Linked DNA regions of Mus musculus: regions 1, 3 and 4 are each linked to region 2. A link is a contact called in public ChIA-PET and Hi-C data. All regions are on one chromosome and are shown on one strand. Each heading gives the region's core, a stretch centred on a gene start, on an enhancer-like site or on the middle of the called end of the contact. The rest is flanking DNA. Distances are from core to core; before and after follow the strand shown. Region 1 has its middle 26 kb from the start of 9230112J17Rik. Region 2 overlaps Thsd4 (thrombospondin, type I, domain containing 4). Region 3 holds the start of 9230112J17Rik (RIKEN cDNA 9230112J17 gene). Region 4 overlaps Lrrc49 (leucine rich repeat containing 49).

The links. ChIA-PET counts read pairs in DNA pulled down with a chosen protein or histone mark. Hi-C and Micro-C count contacts between places; a contact is called where the count stands out from the background.
Region 1: an SMC1A ChIA-PET map of the G1E-ER4 cell line shows a contact between it and region 2, with 8 read pairs. The contact joins two enhancer-like sites. A contact is called at or near these places in 1 of 15 datasets of contacts at CTCF or cohesin (the G1E-ER4 cell line), 2 of 484 Hi-C or Micro-C datasets (the G1E-ER4 cell line and cochlea) and 3 of 115 datasets of contacts at active chromatin or transcription factors (T-cell acute lymphoblastic leukemia, embryonic basal ganglia and embryonic stem cells).
Region 3: a contact with region 2 is called in a Hi-C map of the G1E-ER4 cell line, with 4 times the contacts expected there. The contact joins the promoter of 9230112J17Rik here to the enhancer-like site in region 2. A contact is called at or near these places in 2 of 15 datasets of contacts at CTCF or cohesin (the G1E-ER4 cell line and hippocampal excitatory neurons), 16 of 484 Hi-C or Micro-C datasets (ECoMG-derived neutrophils, the G1E-ER4 cell line, cortical neurons and 7 more), 8 of 115 datasets of contacts at active chromatin or transcription factors (T-cell acute lymphoblastic leukemia, a colorectal cancer cell line, embryonic basal ganglia and 4 more) and 1 of 9 other capture datasets (embryonic stem cells).
Region 4: a Hi-C map of uterus shows a contact between it and region 2, with 2.7 times the contacts expected there. The contact joins two enhancer-like sites. A contact is called at or near these places in 4 of 39 promoter capture datasets (the 3T3-L1 cell line, the SN4741 cell line, cranial neural crest and 1 more), 2 of 484 Hi-C or Micro-C datasets (nephron progenitors and uterus), 15 of 115 datasets of contacts at active chromatin or transcription factors (SST interneurons, VIP interneurons, bone marrow-derived macrophages and 7 more) and 3 of 9 other capture datasets (embryonic stem cells, macrophages and pancreatic islet).

The regions. Positions count from the first base shown.
Region 1 is chr9:60,570,115-60,572,814 of GRCm38.p6, forward strand. No RefSeq gene overlaps it. Among named protein-coding and RNA genes, the nearest start is that of 9230112J17Rik, 26 kb to the left of the region's middle. Within about 2 kb of position 1,252, at least 3 of the 459 cell types and tissues checked have an H3K27ac peak or open chromatin away from gene starts, as enhancers often do. A contact at or near this core is called in the G1E-ER4 cell line, where this site is marked.
Region 2 is chr9:60,275,160-60,277,859 of GRCm38.p6, forward strand. The region is part of intron 6 of Thsd4 (thrombospondin, type I, domain containing 4); the gene reads right to left. Among named protein-coding and RNA genes, the nearest start is that of 2010001M07Rik, 58 kb to the right of the region's middle. Within about 2 kb of position 1,297, at least 23 of the 459 cell types and tissues checked have an H3K27ac peak or open chromatin away from gene starts, as enhancers often do. A contact at or near this core is called in the G1E-ER4 cell line, cortical neurons, nephron progenitors and 1 more, where this site is marked.
Region 3 is chr9:60,544,592-60,547,291 of GRCm38.p6, forward strand. 9230112J17Rik (RIKEN cDNA 9230112J17 gene) reads right to left here and starts at 1,291. Exons shown (of 4, transcript NR_040464.1): 1 at 1,135-1,291.
Region 4 is chr9:60,671,482-60,674,181 of GRCm38.p6, forward strand. The region is part of intron 6 of Lrrc49 (leucine rich repeat containing 49); the gene reads right to left. Among named protein-coding and RNA genes, the nearest start is that of Lrrc49, 15 kb to the right of the region's middle. Within about 2 kb of position 1,265, at least 4 of the 459 cell types and tissues checked have an H3K27ac peak or open chromatin away from gene starts, as enhancers often do. A contact at or near this core is called in uterus, where this site is marked.

The sequences.
Region 1 (2,700 bases), core at 2-2,501, 290 kb after region 2:
TATATCATTTGGCATCTGATCAAGTAACATCGGCGGTGTAGGTGGGTCGTGTTGCAGGGCCTCCTTACCTGACTTCAGGGACTGGCTCGGAGGCACTTGACTCAAATGACACCATTGGTCAAAACACTGGTCTCAAAATGTGCTAGGCAGAAGACTCCTCCAGGAGCCTGTTCACAGGTTGGTATGGAGACAGACAGCTCAAATTAAAGACTTCTCATAGCTCATCTAAGAGCAATGCTCTGAGGAAGGCATTCCCAGGCCAGTCTTCAAGAAATGTTTCTCAGGGTAACAAATCAATCTTGGCCAACCCTTAGGAAAGCGTCTTGCCAATTCTGAACCAAGTGCTGCTTGTGTCTTGCATAGCTCCCTTGAAACGGTCACCATCACCAACGTAAGTTCTCAGGACAGGTACCCAGCCACTGTTGAATGAGATGGGCAGAGCTGATGGAGACTTGCGATGAGCTGCCAAGGTGTCCTTGTAAGCCTGTTAAGAAATCAAAAGTTCAGGCTGGAAACGTGGCTCATATGGAGATAAGGGTAAAAAGCACTGTCTATGCATACATGAGGACCTGAGTTCAAATCCTCAGTACTTACATAAAAAGTCAGGACCACTCATGTATGACTATAACCACATCACTAGGGAGCAGACACAGGCAGATCCAAGGTGCTTGCTAGCTAGTCATCCTAGCTGAAATGGTGAACTCATGGAATAAAGGCAGAGAGCGATAGAGAAAGACTACCAGTGTAATCCTGTGGTCACACACACACCGGTATAAACACACACAGACACATGAATTTGCACATACATGTACACTCATATACCACACATATGCACTGCCTCACACAACATCCAACAACAATGACAAGGAGATTTTATGCATGATGAGGGACACGTTTCCACTGAGAGAGAGAGAGAGAGAGAGAGAGAGAGAGAGAGAGAGAGAGTCTGTCTTTGAGAGGCATTTCCAGCATTTGGTACACATGCTTTGCATTTTTATTCTCTTCTGCCTTACAGCACTTTCATCATGCCTAATGATTTCCATCTTTGGCCACTGCAATACCCGTGAGGTCTTCTTATCTAGTATCAAGAGTACATATTTTCCTCTTCTGCTCTCTTTGTTGTGCACACATGGTGACTTTGATAAGATGTAACGGTTGTCTGTTAGGAAGAGCCACCATGGGATTGCTCCGAATGCTCTTTGATGCTTGCTTCTAAAGGTCTGAGCTTGGCATCTGGGAGTTGCACAGGCCGGCAGCATAGAGATATTGGAAGAGCAGGATGCAGAGCTGCTGCCCTGGTTTTGTCAACTTGACACAAGCTAGATTCATCTGAGAAGGGGAAATCTCGTTAAGAAAGATGTTCCCATCGGATTGGCCCAAGTGTAAGTCTATGAGCGCATTTCCTGGTTAATGATCAATGTAGTAGAGACATCCCACTGTATGTGTGTTGGGTGGGGGAGCAGCTCACTGTGGGTGGTGGTATCCCTGGGCAAGGGGTCCTTGGGTGTATAAGAAAGCAGCCTGATCAAGCTATGAGGAGTAAGCCAGTTAGCAGTGTTCGTCCATGCCTCTGCTTCAGGGTCCTGCCTTGAGTTCCTCAGATGAAGGTCTGTGCTAAAACTGTAAAGGGAAACAAGCCTTTTCCTCCCCAAGTTGTCATGATGTTTTACTACAGCAACAGAAACTAAATAAGACAGATACTAAGAATGGGGACTGTCTGTGAAACGGGTTTATCTACAAAGACCGTGGGAAATCTTTAGCAGTCAACTGATATTTTACTAACTGCCAGAGACAGAACAACAAAGGAGAGAGACACTCCCAAGGAAACTTAGGCCACAAGAACAGGTACGTAGAAAAACATCACATGACACAATTGAGTGCCCAAAGAAAGTAGAACTTCCCACTTCACCATGTGTATTCTATGTTGGCAGTGGTCACTGTTCATGGGAATCACACAGCCATGCGTCATGTCTGCCATGTGTTAAAGACTCAGTAGATTTCTGCTGAGTATACTTTTTTCAAAGCCTTTATCTCTGTTGTGATTATCCCCATCTCACAAAACTGGCTAGAGGATGGCTCAGTGGTGAAGAGTGCTTGCTGCTCTTGCGGAGGACCCAAGAGTGGTTCCCAGAAGCCATGTCTCCAGCTCTAGGAGACCTCTTCTGGCCTCTGTGGACACTGCATTCAGGTCGTATACACACATGCAGACACACATAAATACAAATAAAAATATACCTGTAAAAGGAAACTTGTTGGAAGAGAAATGATGAGTGAATCAACATTACAAGGTAAATGAACTAAAATAGTGAGCTGAGGCCAGTGTACACACGGGATGGAAAGAACACTCCAGGGAGAATCTACGAACCAATGGTTTTACCCATGCACAAGGACCATCCTGTGACCTGAAAGCACAATTGTAGGTTAGCAATTCTATATAAAGTTTGGGCTTCAGGGAGGGGCAGGAGCAAGGGCTCAGCAGTTACACATAGGAGCTGCTCTTCCAGAGGACCCAGCACTGGTTCTCAGCACCCACACGGCAGCTCACGACCATCCACAACTCCAGTTCCAGGGGATGTGTTGTCATCCTCCGACCTCCACAGACTCCAGGCATGCAGATGATGCACAGACAAACGTGCAGGCAAAATTCTCGCGCATGTTAAAAGATAAATCTTTTTAAATTGGTTTTTATTTAATTGGTGG
Region 2 (2,700 bases), core at 47-2,546:
TCACGTTTTCAGGTTGAATACTTTGTGACTGTGCTATCTGTTGGCAATTTTTCTGCCTCCACCCAACAGCAACCTAGCATCAGGTCGCTTCATGAGCCAGGATCCAGGCATCATAAGACCACTAGTTACCACATTCTCATTCATATTCTCTCTCTCTCTCCCTCTCTCCTTTGTTGTTCTTTCTCTGCCTCTACCCCCTTTCCCACGTCTCCTTCCCTTCTCCCAATAAACTTCCTTTTATATCTGGCTGATTGTTTAGGTAGACACCTAGGCACAGGCCCACCCAGACTCCCCCCACCCCACCACATTGCACCATGGTTTTATAAAACACAACACCATCTCCCCAATCCTTATTTCTTTTTACAAATTATATGAACATATTGAGCTCAGTATGAAAGCGGTAGCTTTGTATAACTGATGCAATGCTTTGGGAAAAGTGAAGCAGACACTAGGTGGCGTAGTGCACCCCCAGTGACCCACTCACCCTCCTCCTGGAATTTATCTTTACCCTAAAATCTGAGAGCGTTTCCCTTCATCATCCGAAAAAGGAAGCAAAATACAATCTGAGATCTTCTGTATTGAACCATTAGGAAAACGACCAAGGAAGAAAAAACAAGTTATGAAAACGATCCCTTTTAAGCTTGCAGCCACACTGTCACCTCATGGAAGCCCTCTGTTGGGCCATATGATTTGTAGCGAGAAAAAGCATCAAACCAGGGAGCCTACAGCAGATCTGAGAATGTTTCCCTAACCCCGTGGTCGCCCAGACAACAAAGTCCCACGATCATCATCCCCCCCCCCCCCTTCTGCAGTAGGGCGGCCCTTGTTGTTGTTGTTTTAAATGTTAATGAGGTGAGCCTCATTGCTCTCTCCCAGCTCAGCCTTTCAGCTCTTCCAACCTGAGGCAAAAGCGCCCTGACCAAGCCTTCAAAGGCCCCCAAACAGAATACAGGCAGCCTCTGGAAACAACTTGACCCTAGGCCTGCAGACAGAAGAGTAGAGAACTAAGAAGAAAAAGAAAGACAACAAAACCTTAAAGCTTGCAAACTTGACTCCTAAAGCATCCAGTACTATGATGCAAATACACACACACACACACACACAAACACACAAAAACACACACAGGGCTTAAGAAACAAAAGACAAGGGGCCAAATCCACCTCAAACAAGGAAAGAGTGAGCTAAGGCTTTTATCCTTTCAAACGCCAACTCTCAGAGAAGCCCTGGTCTCCCTGAAGTTCTCCATAGAAAACCTAACTGATTTAAAGCTAGGAAGCCGACATTTTACAAAGTCCTCTCTGCCTCTCCCAAGGACTGAGTGATCCAGTCCTAAGGAGCAGGAAGTCTGGGGCAGTGGTACCTGTAAACGGTCTCTTTCATGTGGGAACATCTCCATCTGCTGGAAACTCCGATGTCTGCATTAAAGGCACAAAGTTAAGTTTTGTTTTTCCTGTAAATATATCCATTTCTAGTTTCTCTCAAGTACCTGTCACTATCTGACTGAAAGCAGCTGTCCCTCTTCCTTTTCCTAAGGTCCCTGGTGGCAATGTTTATCTGTGATATTTACGGGACAGCCCCAGCCCAGGGTTAGACATGTCCTTCCCATCTGTCTTCCCTGACAACAGGACATCCTTAGGTCAGTCCTAAAAACCTCTACAAAACCCTCCTGAGTCAGGAGATTGTCTGCCTGAAGGTCAGAGGTTTCTGAACTCCAGGGAGTTGGCATTCCGTTGAACTATGGTCTTAGCTTCTTACACCACCTGAGTGCCTTTATTTGTCAGGGCTAACTGTTCAATAACAACCATTTCATCTTTGATTTCAAAAGTACACAGATTTACACACATGTGGGTGAGGAGGGCAAGGCTGGGTTTGCCATTCTGGTATATTTGATGTGAGAGTTCTACTCCAGAATGCTGGCATTCTTTATATGAATGCTGGAGTTCTTCAACCTTGATGGAGTGCCTCAAAAACAGCCTGCCACACTTTAGATCATAAAGTCTTCCTGAGCCATGTTAATGGCTTGGTTCCCAAGGTGGTGCTGGTGGGAGGTCTTCAGGTTATTGAGGGCCCCTCTGAAAGGGATTACAGGGCTCCTCATTTCTCCTTCTCCTCTTCCTCCTCTTCTTCCCCCCCACCCCCCAGCTTCCTGGTCATAAGGTGAGTAGATTTGTTCTTTAATAATCAATCCTACCATAATATAATCCTGGCTCAAAGCAAAGGGCAATCATCTCATGTACTGGAACACTGACATCTGTGAGACAAAAGCCAACCTTTCAATGTAGTGACAGAAAGCCGAGTAATGCACAGCTCTGGAAGGCCCAGTGCCCACAGGACAGAGAGCACCAGGCTCCTCCTCTTTCTCTTCCGTTGGCAGCTCTCTAAGCATCATCTTCCTCTTTCCTCAGCATCTCACTCCATTCTGATGTTCTCTTTATTTTTGTTGCTTTTTAAAAGTCTTTTTTAATTATTTTAAATGCATACATACACATTTAAATTTACATACACATGTGAGTGTGGGTGACCAAAGTGGGCACTAGATCTTCTAAAGTTGGAATTACAGACAGTTGTGAGCTGCCCAGCATGGGTGCTCAGACACCAACTCAGGTCCTCAGCAAGAGCAATGCATTCTCTTAACTTCTAAGCCATTCCTACTGCACCACACTCCACATGACAGTCTCCTCTTTAGTACTGTGTGTGTGT
Region 3 (2,700 bases), core at 41-2,540, 270 kb after region 2:
GTTCAAGTCTTCGTGGACACTTGGTTAGCATGTGCACATCTCTGTTTTGCCATCTTCATCCCTCCCTCAACCCCATGGAAGGATAAAGGCGAGGAGAATGAGGTGGACCATGGCTAGCCACAAAAGACAAGTTCCAGAAAGTTCCGGTCACAATGGGCTCCCAGTGAAGGGCTTCACACCCTGGGCTGTGTCCAGGTGACTGCCTGACCCCTAGCTCCTTCTGTCATAAATTTTGTGTCAGGGCTTCACAAATAGCAGAAACGACCAGCAGCCTGCTCAGTAGACTAATTCTGATGTTAGCATAACCACATGCCCTGTTTGTTCAATGCAATCATGCTCTTCAGATGATCTCCCAGGCTCCTTACCAACTATGGCTCCCTGTCACACTTGAATGTGCTGCAGTTTGGGAACAAATTAAATGATCTTCACTTTTAAGGCCCAACACCTTCATCTATCTCTTTCTTCCTTTGTTCTCTTCCATGGAGATTCCCCACCACCATCACCCCACCCCACCCCCAGCTTAAAACTCCTTCATTTGGAAGAAAACGCTAAGATCTCGTCCCTACATTCATAGTACCCACAGAAATGACATGTGACGATCCTTTCTGTTTACCCACCCCCAAACCCAGAAAACTGTCACCTGAATGCTCATCAAACCTGGTCCCGGTGCTAAAGAAAGGCAGAAAGTATTTGTTAATGTTTATTTGGAAAATAAAAAGGCATTTGTACATGTTGCCAGGGTTCCTCTGGAAAGTATCCAGGAACCGTTCAAGAAACTCCATTTCCGGGCGTGTTTCTTTAAGGCAACATGGTGGGGCTCAGAAGGGGTGCATAGGGCACCGCCATTGGCTGTGGGTCTTGCTATGTGGATCTACCATTAAAGGATTGCAAAGGAAGGAGTTGAGAGGAAAGAGGGCATGGACTTCCGCGTGCTCCTCTGCCCTCAGAAGCCTTATCAGGTAACTCACAGGCTTCCCTGCTTCCGGGGTGTGGGCGTGGGTAAACAGTGTTCTGCAGGGAAAGGGGGTGTGTTCTGGGATTGGGGAGTAAACCTGTATTTCTGGTGACTCTGGAGCTCCTATTTGAGGCTATTTTGCCCCTAGGAACTTGCCTGGGAGCTCAGAGGGTTCTTACCTTCTTCAGGAGCTGGAGAAGAAGCAAGACCACCTGGGGCTGACATCACGGGGGACCGGCAGTGTACAGCAACAGGTCAGCAGCTGTAGTCAAGACATTCCAGCCTCTGCAGACGGCCAGCTCCTCTGGAGTCACTACTGGTGGTTATTTCTAATCCATCCCTGCGAGAAGAGAAGCAAAGATCCCTGGGAAATTGCTGAATCATGTGCCTAGCACTGTTCAAGCTGCATCTATCTGAGTATGAAATATGAGCCCGGCTACGCTTAAAAATTATCTTAGATCATTTAAAATTTGATAGATGTTAACAATAGAAAAAGAGTCTTAATTCTGGCTGAACTTCCATTCAGAGGGAGGCTCTGCCAGGTGTTTGATGAAGAAGAACTGACCTAGTTCTTACATAGACCTTCCTGGCTAACAGAGACTCGCATGGAATCCTTATGGTCAGGTGGCCAGGTGCTTCTCATGCTCAGATGAGCCTCATTTTCACATCCACCCCCCCCCCCCACACACACACACACTGCACATGTTGACCGCAGAGAGACTAGGGGCACTTGATAAGGCGCTGGAAAGGCTGTACCTTGTAGTATTCTGAGATATAATCTAGTCTATGTCTAGAGGGAAGCTGGCTTCCTCTTCCCTTATGACTACTGGGTATATCCAGGTCAGCTGGTAGGGCAGATAAGGAAGGTGTCTGTCTGGGTCAAATCCTGAGATAAGACCTTCAGTAGATAAAGTTTACATAGGTGTCTGTATAGAACACAGCTCTCACCTCAAAGGAAACAAGGTGGGGTAAATTCTGAAGCCAAATGTGAGTGATAGTGACTGAGAAACTAAATCAGATTATTTCAGTGCCATGGTCCAATGTGGTGACAAAATAATTAAGTATTTACAGGAACAGGACAAAGAATGTCATGAAAAAAAAAGTCATGAAAAATGTCATAGATGGGTTACAGAAAAGCAGGGGAGTGTCTGTAATGGGTCTCGGATGCTCTTGGATGAATCCTAGCCTTTGGGTTGGTGGGAGATAGAGGTCTGCTTGTACATCTCCTAGAGCCCCAGAAAAAGATTTACCTAAGGCAAAGGGTGTTAGGAAAACACAGAGGCGGGTCACGCGTGGATTTAAGGAGTCTAACAATAGCTAAGATCCTTTGGGTACAAACCTACTATGTTCTGGCTCTCCTCAGTCAGGAATTCAACCAATCAACCTTGGAGAACTCCGTTCACGAGGGCCCGAGAGACTGCGGAGGTGAAATGATTATTAAAAGTCCTTCCCTGGGAGAGACGTAAACAGCATCTGCCCCTCCTCCTGAGGTCCTGACAACAAACCAAGATACAGTTCACCAAAGTTCCCCAGGGGAACCCAAGAGTATTAACCCATGAGAGGGTTATGGGCAGGTCTCACTGGAAGGTCTGTGGCACCCAGCTGTGAGGACAGGTTCCCCGTGACTACATAGATGGAGCCCTGCCCCCTCGTCCTTCCCCACCTGTATTCTCTAGTCCAGTGGTTCTCAATCTGTGGGTCTTGATTCCTTTGAAGGCCAAATGGCCCTTCACCGGGGTCAATCC
Region 4 (2,700 bases), core at 15-2,514, 400 kb after region 2:
CACACACAGAGCAGTGACAGGCGCATAAATGTCTTACTTTAGAGAAAAGCAGTTCTACTTCCAACCTTAGGTCAAAGTGTGTGTTGGGGTGGAGGGGGCAGTGCCAGGCACAGTGGCACATGACTATAGTCCCAACTACTTAAAAGGCTAAAGCGAGATGATTGATCACTCGTGTCCAGAAGTTTGGGAATTCAGAGAGAGCTTGAGGCAACAGAGCAAGATGATGCTTTAAAATAAAAAATAAAAGAATTTAAATTTCATTGCTAAAATTGAAACTGCCCTGGTGGTTAGGTCTACCCATGCTCTTCTCACTGCTGCCCTCTACGGCTACTCTGCCTGCCTTGCTGCCCACAAGCACACTCTTAGCATGAAAAGTACCTCTTATTTTCACGGTTCCTATGGGTGCTACAGATTCACACCATAACTACTCAGTAGGGAGAGAGGAATGACATAAAACCTCACCTTTACCACCAAGTGTCTTGTCTATCATTACCTATTCCTCTTGTCATTATTTATTGTCTCAAAGAGCAATGTCTACCTCGGCAGTGCTTCCAGAAGGCAAGCCACAGTGCACACTTAAACCTCGTGAATGTCTAACACTTTCAGACCTCAGCTGACATCATTGCCAGAACAAGAACTCCATCACCACCCAACTCAGTCTAACTTACTGATAAGAATAGTCTCCCTCTCCCACCCAGCACCACTGCAGCACGGCTTTAGCTCTTTTCCCCCTTCAGACATAGCACACTCCCCACAACCCCCTTATTTGTCTCTCCTAAAACCTCAGAGCCTATTCTTTTCCTGGAAATCAATTTAATCTACCAGTACTCCTAGTTCACTTCACTCGAACCATGTGCATCCTTGTGGACTCATGACCTTCACTGAGAGCAGGGTATGCCATACTATTCATCAAACCATGTGTGTCCTTGTGAACTCAAAAGCCTTTTCCTAAGGCCGGGTACTTCAAACCATCCTAGCTAACATCTAAATGTCTGGTTAACAGATGATTTCTCTTTTCACTTTATTTTGGTTTGGGGTTTGTTTGTTTGTTTGTTTGTTTTGCTCCTGATATTCCTAGACCACTTGGAGGAAGTTACAGGAGCCCAGCCATATGGCTTAGGCAGAGTCTTGCTTTCCAACAGCAATCTGACCTCATGGTTGCTAGAGAATTCACTGATCCCATTCTGTCATCTGGCCTAAAACAGTGGGTCAAACTCTTATGTGAATCAGACTTAGCTGGAGAGCTTGCTAAAACATCAGTGCTCAGCTCCTCCTACGCTCCTTTGAACTAGTTTTGTCCTCCAGCTGGTTCTCATACTGAGTTATGCAAACACTGGTTAAGCTACCTATCCAGAAATAGGGTGTGTGTGTGTGTGTGTGTGTGTGTGTGTGTGCACACACGCATGCTCGAGCGCGGGGTGGGGGGTGTTGAGGAGGCATATGTATGTGCATATGTGTGAGCACTGTGATGTATGCGTATGCATATATGTATGTGCATATGTATGTGTATGTGGTGTGTGTGTGTAGACACTCACTTGTGTGTATGGAGGTCCATATTGTGTCTGAGGTTGATGTGAGGATATCTGGCTCTATTCACTTCTCTCTTGGTTGTTGTTGTTTGGTTTTTTCTTTTTGAGACAGGATGTTTCTCCAAACCTGAAGGTCACCATTTTGAGTATACCACCTGGCCAGCAAGCCTCAATAATCTGCCTGTCTCCACTCCCTATCACTGGGGTTACAAGTGCATATAATCATGCCGGGCATTTTTAAGTGGAGACCTCATGTCCTCATGCTTGTTGGCGAGCATCTGAGCCATCTCTCCAACCCCAGTATTATGCATTTAACATTTCGAAACTTATCTCCAGGGATAAGAAAATTTGTCTTCACCCAGAACACTCTGATATAGAGGCCCAGTTATCAGAGCTCTCTGATCTGGGGTCTCAATGGGACCCATGTGCTCTTAAACAGAGCAAAGTGGGGCTGGAGGTTCTTGGGAAATCATGTAAATGACATCAAACCTGAGACCAAGGTCGAAAGGACACAAAGGCAACAGCACTGAAGAAGCTCCCCTGGCCATCTGAACCTAGAAGCTTATCAGCACTGGTTCCACTGCCTGGGGGATTTTCAAAAGAAGCTGGAGAAATCTGTTCTGACTAACGGGGGACAGAAAGCCATCCACAAGACACAGCTGGAGATGCTCAGTCAGGTCCCTTCTGCTCTCCAGAGCTCACCAGAGTGTACCAGAGCACTCCTTAGGACTTCTTTTTTTTTTTTTTTCTTTTTGAAGAGGGAGGGAGGGGAAAGGAGGGAGAGGGAGAAGGGGAAGGGGAGGGAGGAAAGCACTTTCTTTCTTTTTTTTTTAAGATTTATTTATTTTATGTATGTGAGTACGCTGTCACTCTCTTCAGACACACCAGAAGAGGGCATCTGATCCCATTGCAGATGGTTGTGAGCCACTATGTGGTTGCTGGGAATTGAACTCAGAACCTCTGGAAGAGCAGCCAGTGCTTTTAACCACTGAGCCATCTCTCCAGCCCTCCTTAGGACTTCTGTCAGATGTTCCAGCCAGAAGCACTGGCAGCTGATTTTGGAATCAGAGGTATCTGCTGTGGATACTTGAGGAACACCTGATCTTGGAGAATGTAGCTAGTTTTCCTGTGACAACATTTCACTTTAAATCCCATGTCCTAGCAGTTCAAC